Linked DNA regions of Mus musculus: region 2 is linked to region 1. The links are chromatin contacts, called in public Micro-C maps. All regions are on one chromosome and are shown on one strand. The core of a region is the stretch at or near the end of the contact, and the rest is flanking DNA. Distances in the headings are between cores, read along the strand shown.

Evidence for each region. A called contact is a pair of places that touch in the nucleus more often than the background predicts.
Region 2: a contact with region 1 is called in a Micro-C map of muscle stem cells, with 4 times the contacts expected there. The contact joins the enhancer-like site here to the promoter of Gpr85 in region 1. A contact is called at or near these places in 1 of 39 promoter capture datasets (pre-B cells), 1 of 15 datasets of contacts at CTCF or cohesin (the NIH/3T3 cell line), 4 of 484 Hi-C or Micro-C datasets (the Ba/F3 cell line, embryonic stem cells, muscle stem cells and 1 more), 1 of 115 datasets of contacts at active chromatin or transcription factors (embryonic stem cells) and 2 of 9 other capture datasets (adipose tissue and liver).

What each region holds. Positions count from the first base shown.
Region 1 is chr6:13,838,487-13,841,471 of GRCm38.p6, reverse strand. Gpr85 (G protein-coupled receptor 85) reads left to right here and starts at 1,530. Exons shown (of 3, transcript NM_001330667.1): 1 at 1,530-1,830; 2 at 2,293-2,912.
Region 2 is chr6:13,908,629-13,911,409 of GRCm38.p6, reverse strand. No RefSeq gene overlaps it. Among named protein-coding and RNA genes, the nearest start is that of 1110019D14Rik, 38 kb to the right of the region's middle. Within about 2 kb of position 1,494, at least 11 of the 459 cell types and tissues checked have an H3K27ac peak or open chromatin away from gene starts, as enhancers often do. A contact at or near this core is called in adipose tissue and muscle stem cells, where this site is marked.

The DNA of each region.
Region 1 (2,985 bases), core at 281-2,780:
AAATTAGCTGAGATCAGTAACCCTACAATATGAGAACAAATCTTCAGTAATCGATACACTTTTTTGAGAACTTCTTGTTAATATGAAACCTTGTCCATCCACTAAATATATCTTTAAAACCCCTGTTGTTGAAAGATGCAAAATCTGGCTTTTTCTCCTGTAGCATTAATGAACTAAATTAAAAATTATTTCACTAGTTTTTGAGCACCTTGCAAGCCAAAAAAAATAAAAAAATTGGCATTTTTATCTAATAACTGGGGGGAGGGGGACCTGAAATAAGTGTAACTGTACTCAATTATAAAGGAAAAATTGCTCTAGTATACCTGGAAGTTGGTATAAAAGGCTTCTTCATATACATATCACTTTCTATTATCTTTAAGGAATCAATAAATGCTTCTTTTTTAAGATTTTTATTTTATTATTTTTATTTTGTGTGTGTGAGTTGGGAATTGAATTTATAAATCCTCTGCTCGCTCCGGTTAGCCCCGCTCAACTCTGCTTGCTGGGATTCGGACATTCGGAAGAGCAGTCAGTGCTCTTACTCCCTGAGGCATCTCATCAGCCCCAATATATGCTTCTTAAAGTATAAGATCAGTTAGCCGGGCGTGGTGGCGCACGCCTTTAATCCCAGCACTCGGGAGGCAGAGGCAGGCAGATTTCTGAGTTTGAGGCCAGCCTGGTCTACAAAGTGAGTTCCAGGACAGCCAGGGCTACACAGAGAAACCTTGTCTCAAAAAAAGAAAAGAAAAAAAGATTAAAAAAAAAAAGTATAAGATTAGTTAGCCCTATGCTTTTTGCCAAAATGAATTATTCCTTGTGGTCTGGCAATCTATTTTCACCTTTACATTTACTTTTAAATGTTTTCTTAACCTGAAAAACCTAACAACTTGTCAATGGTGGATATTTAAGTTAACTTACTTGAATCGCTTTTTCTATATAGTTTTTTTTTAATCTTAAAAGTTCAGCAAACAACCATTCTTTGCAAAACGCATTGAGAAGTAGAAAATTTAAGTAGAAAATTAATCTGTAGTTTCATAAAAAACAAATTTGAGATTTTACTTAAAAGTTGTACCCATCATATGGTTTTGAGTTCTTCTGAGTCGTGTTTCACAAAAACCAGGGTGTCTCCCTTGGGTGGAAATATTTTCAAGTTACTTCCAGTATTGTTGTAGGATTGACTCTCCTAAGATGCCTAAGCAAATGTTTTATGGATAACCAAAAGAACAGACACACACACACACACACACACACACACACACACACACATACACACACCCCACAGCTAATCATTATTTTTTTAATTGGCTAAAAAAAATCTCCAATCAAATCAGGGCAATTCAACATTATTTCAGTATTACTAACGTTGGTCTTTGTGTAACGACTGTGACATCATGACAGTGAAGTATTCATTTTTAAGCTTTAAACATTTTACCTCTATGTATCCAATAGAAATACAATATGTAAATTAACCTATATTATCTGTATGCTGATTGGCTTGACTTCCCCTGAATGTCACAATCTCACCACCCAGCGATGAGGTATTTTACTGCTGTCTCGAGATCGAATTATTACTGTAGAGAGATATTTTTTTCTATTTCATTAACAGATTATTATAAAGCAATAAGCTTGCAGGAAGACAAGCAGACGTTTCACCTTGGGAATTAATGAAAGCGTGCCTGCTAGCTTTTAAGGGGTGAAGAGTGGGTAGTTGTTTAAAATCTTACCCCACCCTCGCAAAAACTCTTTGGAAATGGGAGAATCGAGACGTGGATGATTCTTGGGGCGTTCCTAATCACCAGGTGTCAGACTATGTGGTGTTTGTGGACTGGTGTAAGTTTCCGGTATTCATCATATTCCTGGTATTATTATTTTTTAAATGTCTAATAACAAAAAAAGGGAAAGGGGAAACTCATACACTCCACCGCTTTGACATCAGCAACCTATTGGTCATCCCAGCTTGGAAGAGAAAGGAGAGTCTTGTTGCTTGGGGTGGGATGCGAGGAACAGCCATGTAAAATCTTTGTACTCCTGATCCATTAGTCACGTTCGAGAAGGTAGAATGAGTGTAGATCGGTTTTGCACTTGTCGCCTGAACTTAGCCTCTCCTTCCTTAAACGCAGATCTGCGTGCCTTCAAGAACAGATGACCACTGACAAAGACAAGGCTGCCCCAACCCGCTTCCCTTCTTCCCCCACTGGCAAGATTTTTGACTGTGCTTAATTTTTTTTCTTTCCTTTTTTTTTTTTTTTTTTTTTTTTTTTTAATTTTCATTCTTTCTTTTTCTCTCCCCAGCTAGCGTGCCAAATCAAAGATCAGCAGGGGGAAAAATCATTTGAGAAGAATTCTACAAGGCGCATCCAATGCTTAGCAGGACCACCCTGACAGAGAAAGGAAGACGATGTTTGGGGAAGGCGAGGGTTCGGGGCAGCTGGGGCGGAGGCGGCCGTCCGCGGCACGGTGGCTTCGTGCGCTGCCCTAGGGGAAGAGGATGGGCCTGAGGTCCGGGAAGAGCCTTCCCGAGCCCCCCACTGCCAATGCATGCGGGGAGGGAAAAGTTCCGAAGCTGCCTCGAGGGAACAAAAGCCTGATTTGGGGCCGGCTGAACTGGACAGGACTTTGAAGCAAAGCCAGCCTGCTCCGGAGACAGGCAGGGGTTCCTGCTGGCTCGGCGGAGGCCGGAGCAAGCCTCGCCGCCGCCCTCGCCACCGCGCCGCCGCCGCCGCGGCCCCTGCGTTACTGGGGGAGACGGTGCCGCTGCGACAGGGGAGGACGCGGCTGGAGCTGAAGGAGGCTCCAACGCGCAGGCGCCGCCGAGCCCTGCCTGGATGCTCAGTCAAGGCACTCAGGAAAAAAAAATCAGCAATTTATAGAAAGAAGAAGCTATAGTCTGTCGGGATATCCAACACCAACAGGTAGGAGGATATACTCTCGGTTAAGTTTGGGGGAGGGGGTTGCACCGTGCTGATGAAACTGCAGGTTCATCAG
Region 2 (2,781 bases), core at 245-2,744, 70 kb before region 1:
CTAGAGGTATCCTGATTTGGGACTTCCCATTTCTCCAAATACAAGAAAATAAATGTCTGCAGTGTGAACCATGCAATTATGGAGTAAGACATATAACTAAGAACTCATTAGTACCAATAATCTTTTTCATCTGGACACCATCTCCTGTAACATTCAGAGGACCCATGTGAAAAACAACTTGTCCCTCAGCACTGGGAATATAGTCAAAAGCATGATACGTACCTCTCTGTTCAGAACAGGTGTACAACTCCCCTGGAAAAGCCACCACATTAAACTACTACTTTCCTAGGTGGAGTTTGAGCATTTCAAATGAGTAACTTAACAAGAGATGAATGGTATCTGGTAGCAGGACCTGAGCTGAACTTAAGGAAAATACTAACTAATCATGGAGATGTCTGCCATTCTTCTCAGTGTCTGTTTTAAAATACAGCACTTCCTCAGCAACACAAACCAGAAGTTTGGTCTTTGTGGTGGCTCACTCCTGAACTTTCTCTATGCTTTCCCGTGCTGCCAAAGGAGTAGTCACCGAGGAAAATATACTTAGATGCATCACTTATCTTTTCCAGCTCTACATTAGCGTGACATGGTTTCTATGCTAGACTCAGCACACAGAAATTCCATTACAAAATCGATTTATTTTTAAGTTCGGCATCATTTCAAAGACAATACTACAAAGTCCTATAAACTATGTCATTCCATTTAAACCGAACGCGCATGACGACTTTGGAGTTTTTTATATTTTGTACAAGGCAGAAATCTTCTAATTATGCTATAAAACAAGGAAACACTGTCGTATCTACAGTGAAGCACAGTAAGTAAACACTCTGAATGGTCACTTTTTAAGTCTACAATAGGTTTCAGAGACGTTCTTAGCACTAATGATAACCAAATTGAAACCTGCAATCAAGAAGTCTGTCCTTTGCATTCTGCTATACCCATAGACCAGTGTCGAAATCAGCCATAATCCGAAAAGTTGCTTCCTGCAGTAGATGTAAACTAATACAGAGATCCATGAGTACACAATATGCAGAAAATCAAGAGACCTTGTAACACTTCATCCTAATGGAATGTCTTCATCAAACACCTTACCACTGGACCAGGAAACTGTGTGAAAGAGAAGGAAAGAATTTATGAGCCAGTGTGTGTTAGGGATTGGTTTTAATGCTGTCTCAATTCAATTTGCTTACCAAAGGCCGAATTCCCAGACACTGAGGGTCTCCACCACCTGCTGGATATGATTGGCAATAAAGAATTGTCGTACAGCCAATGACTGGGCAGGTAGACTGAGGTGTGACCTGGAGATTGGTACAGGCTAAGATACCGGAACCGAAGAGCAAACGGAAAATTGCCATGACTCTGGGAGAAGAATGGGACTTAAGAGCTTCAGGGAAGAAAGCCAACCAGTTATGTAAGAATTCTGGTAAGTGGCCACTACCACTTACTCAATTGGGCCCGGGGTAGCAGGGGAAGGTTTAGGAGTCTCTGGAGTACCAGAGAGGAGTGTTTGCTAACAGGGAAAGGTTTAGGAGTGACCAGACTTTGAGCTAGTCATGGCATGTCAGAACTGTCAAGAATGAACTGGCGTGGGTGTGGGTTGGTATAGCCAAAATTACCGCTACAAAAGTGGGTAAAAGATAACCACAGAAACAATGCCTCCCAGACACAGTAAGGCTGTTGCTCATATAAACTCACACAGACACTAACAGCACACACTGGGTCTGCACAGAATCATGCCAAATGAGGTACCAGTACTGAGAAGGAATCTGGAAAAAAAAAAGCCCTCATCCCAAATCCAGAAGCTATCTCCAATTGACAACTGCTCCCAAAGGCAAATTAGTTTTCTCCAATGAAGTCTCACTGGTATACAACCCACATTTAAGGGAGTTCCTATGCCCAATAGCAGATAGCTAATACACAATGAGTCACAGGTTTGTTTGTTTGTTTTTTTGTTGACATTTCATCTCATAATACTTTGGGCTTTGTTTTACCTTAGCTCTGCTTATCTATTATGAGTTCTGATTTTGTGTTTTATGGGGTGTGTGTGTGTGTGTGTGTGTGTGGTTGCGGATGTGTCTCTATGTATGTGTGTTTCTCATGCCTTTGTGGTTTTTCATCTTCTATTTGCTTTGGGTTTTTTTTCTAGCCTTTTAATTTAATTATTGACCAATTTGCTTTCTAGAGAGAGAGAGAAGTCCTAGAACTGGATGGCTGAGGAGGTTAGGAGGATCTGAGAGACAGTGGAGGGAAACAGTAATCATACATAATGCATGGAAACATCTTCAATAAATGTTTCTGTGTTTGAGTAAGTATGAAGAAATCCATCCTAAATTATGCTTGCATGGAGCTGAACATGAGAAATGTGGCCTACATTTATCATAGAATATTTTTTGAAACCGTTCCCACACTGTCCTGGTGAAGTCAGCTGTTACAGAGAAAGGGCTCTCCATCTCCCAGCACAGTCTCAGGAAACTCCAGAACCAAAGAAGAAGCCATGATGTTTGGTGGAACAACAGCTATGAGGTAGGATACCAGGGGAAGCAGCAACCTGCCCTCCCCTCGTATAATATAAAAGTTATCATCAGACTGTTGTTGGCACATCTCTGGCCTTTGGGAAACCATCCCAGAATGGCCACTAATACCAGCAGCTGTGGCCTCCCTAGTTCTTCCTGCTTTTATTTGCCTTCCCATTTGGGCTACATTACTGGACATTTCATACTCCAGCTCACTTCATAGCCTTTTTATGGACTTTCTTTTCCAAAGGACATGACAGTGTCTTCTGCA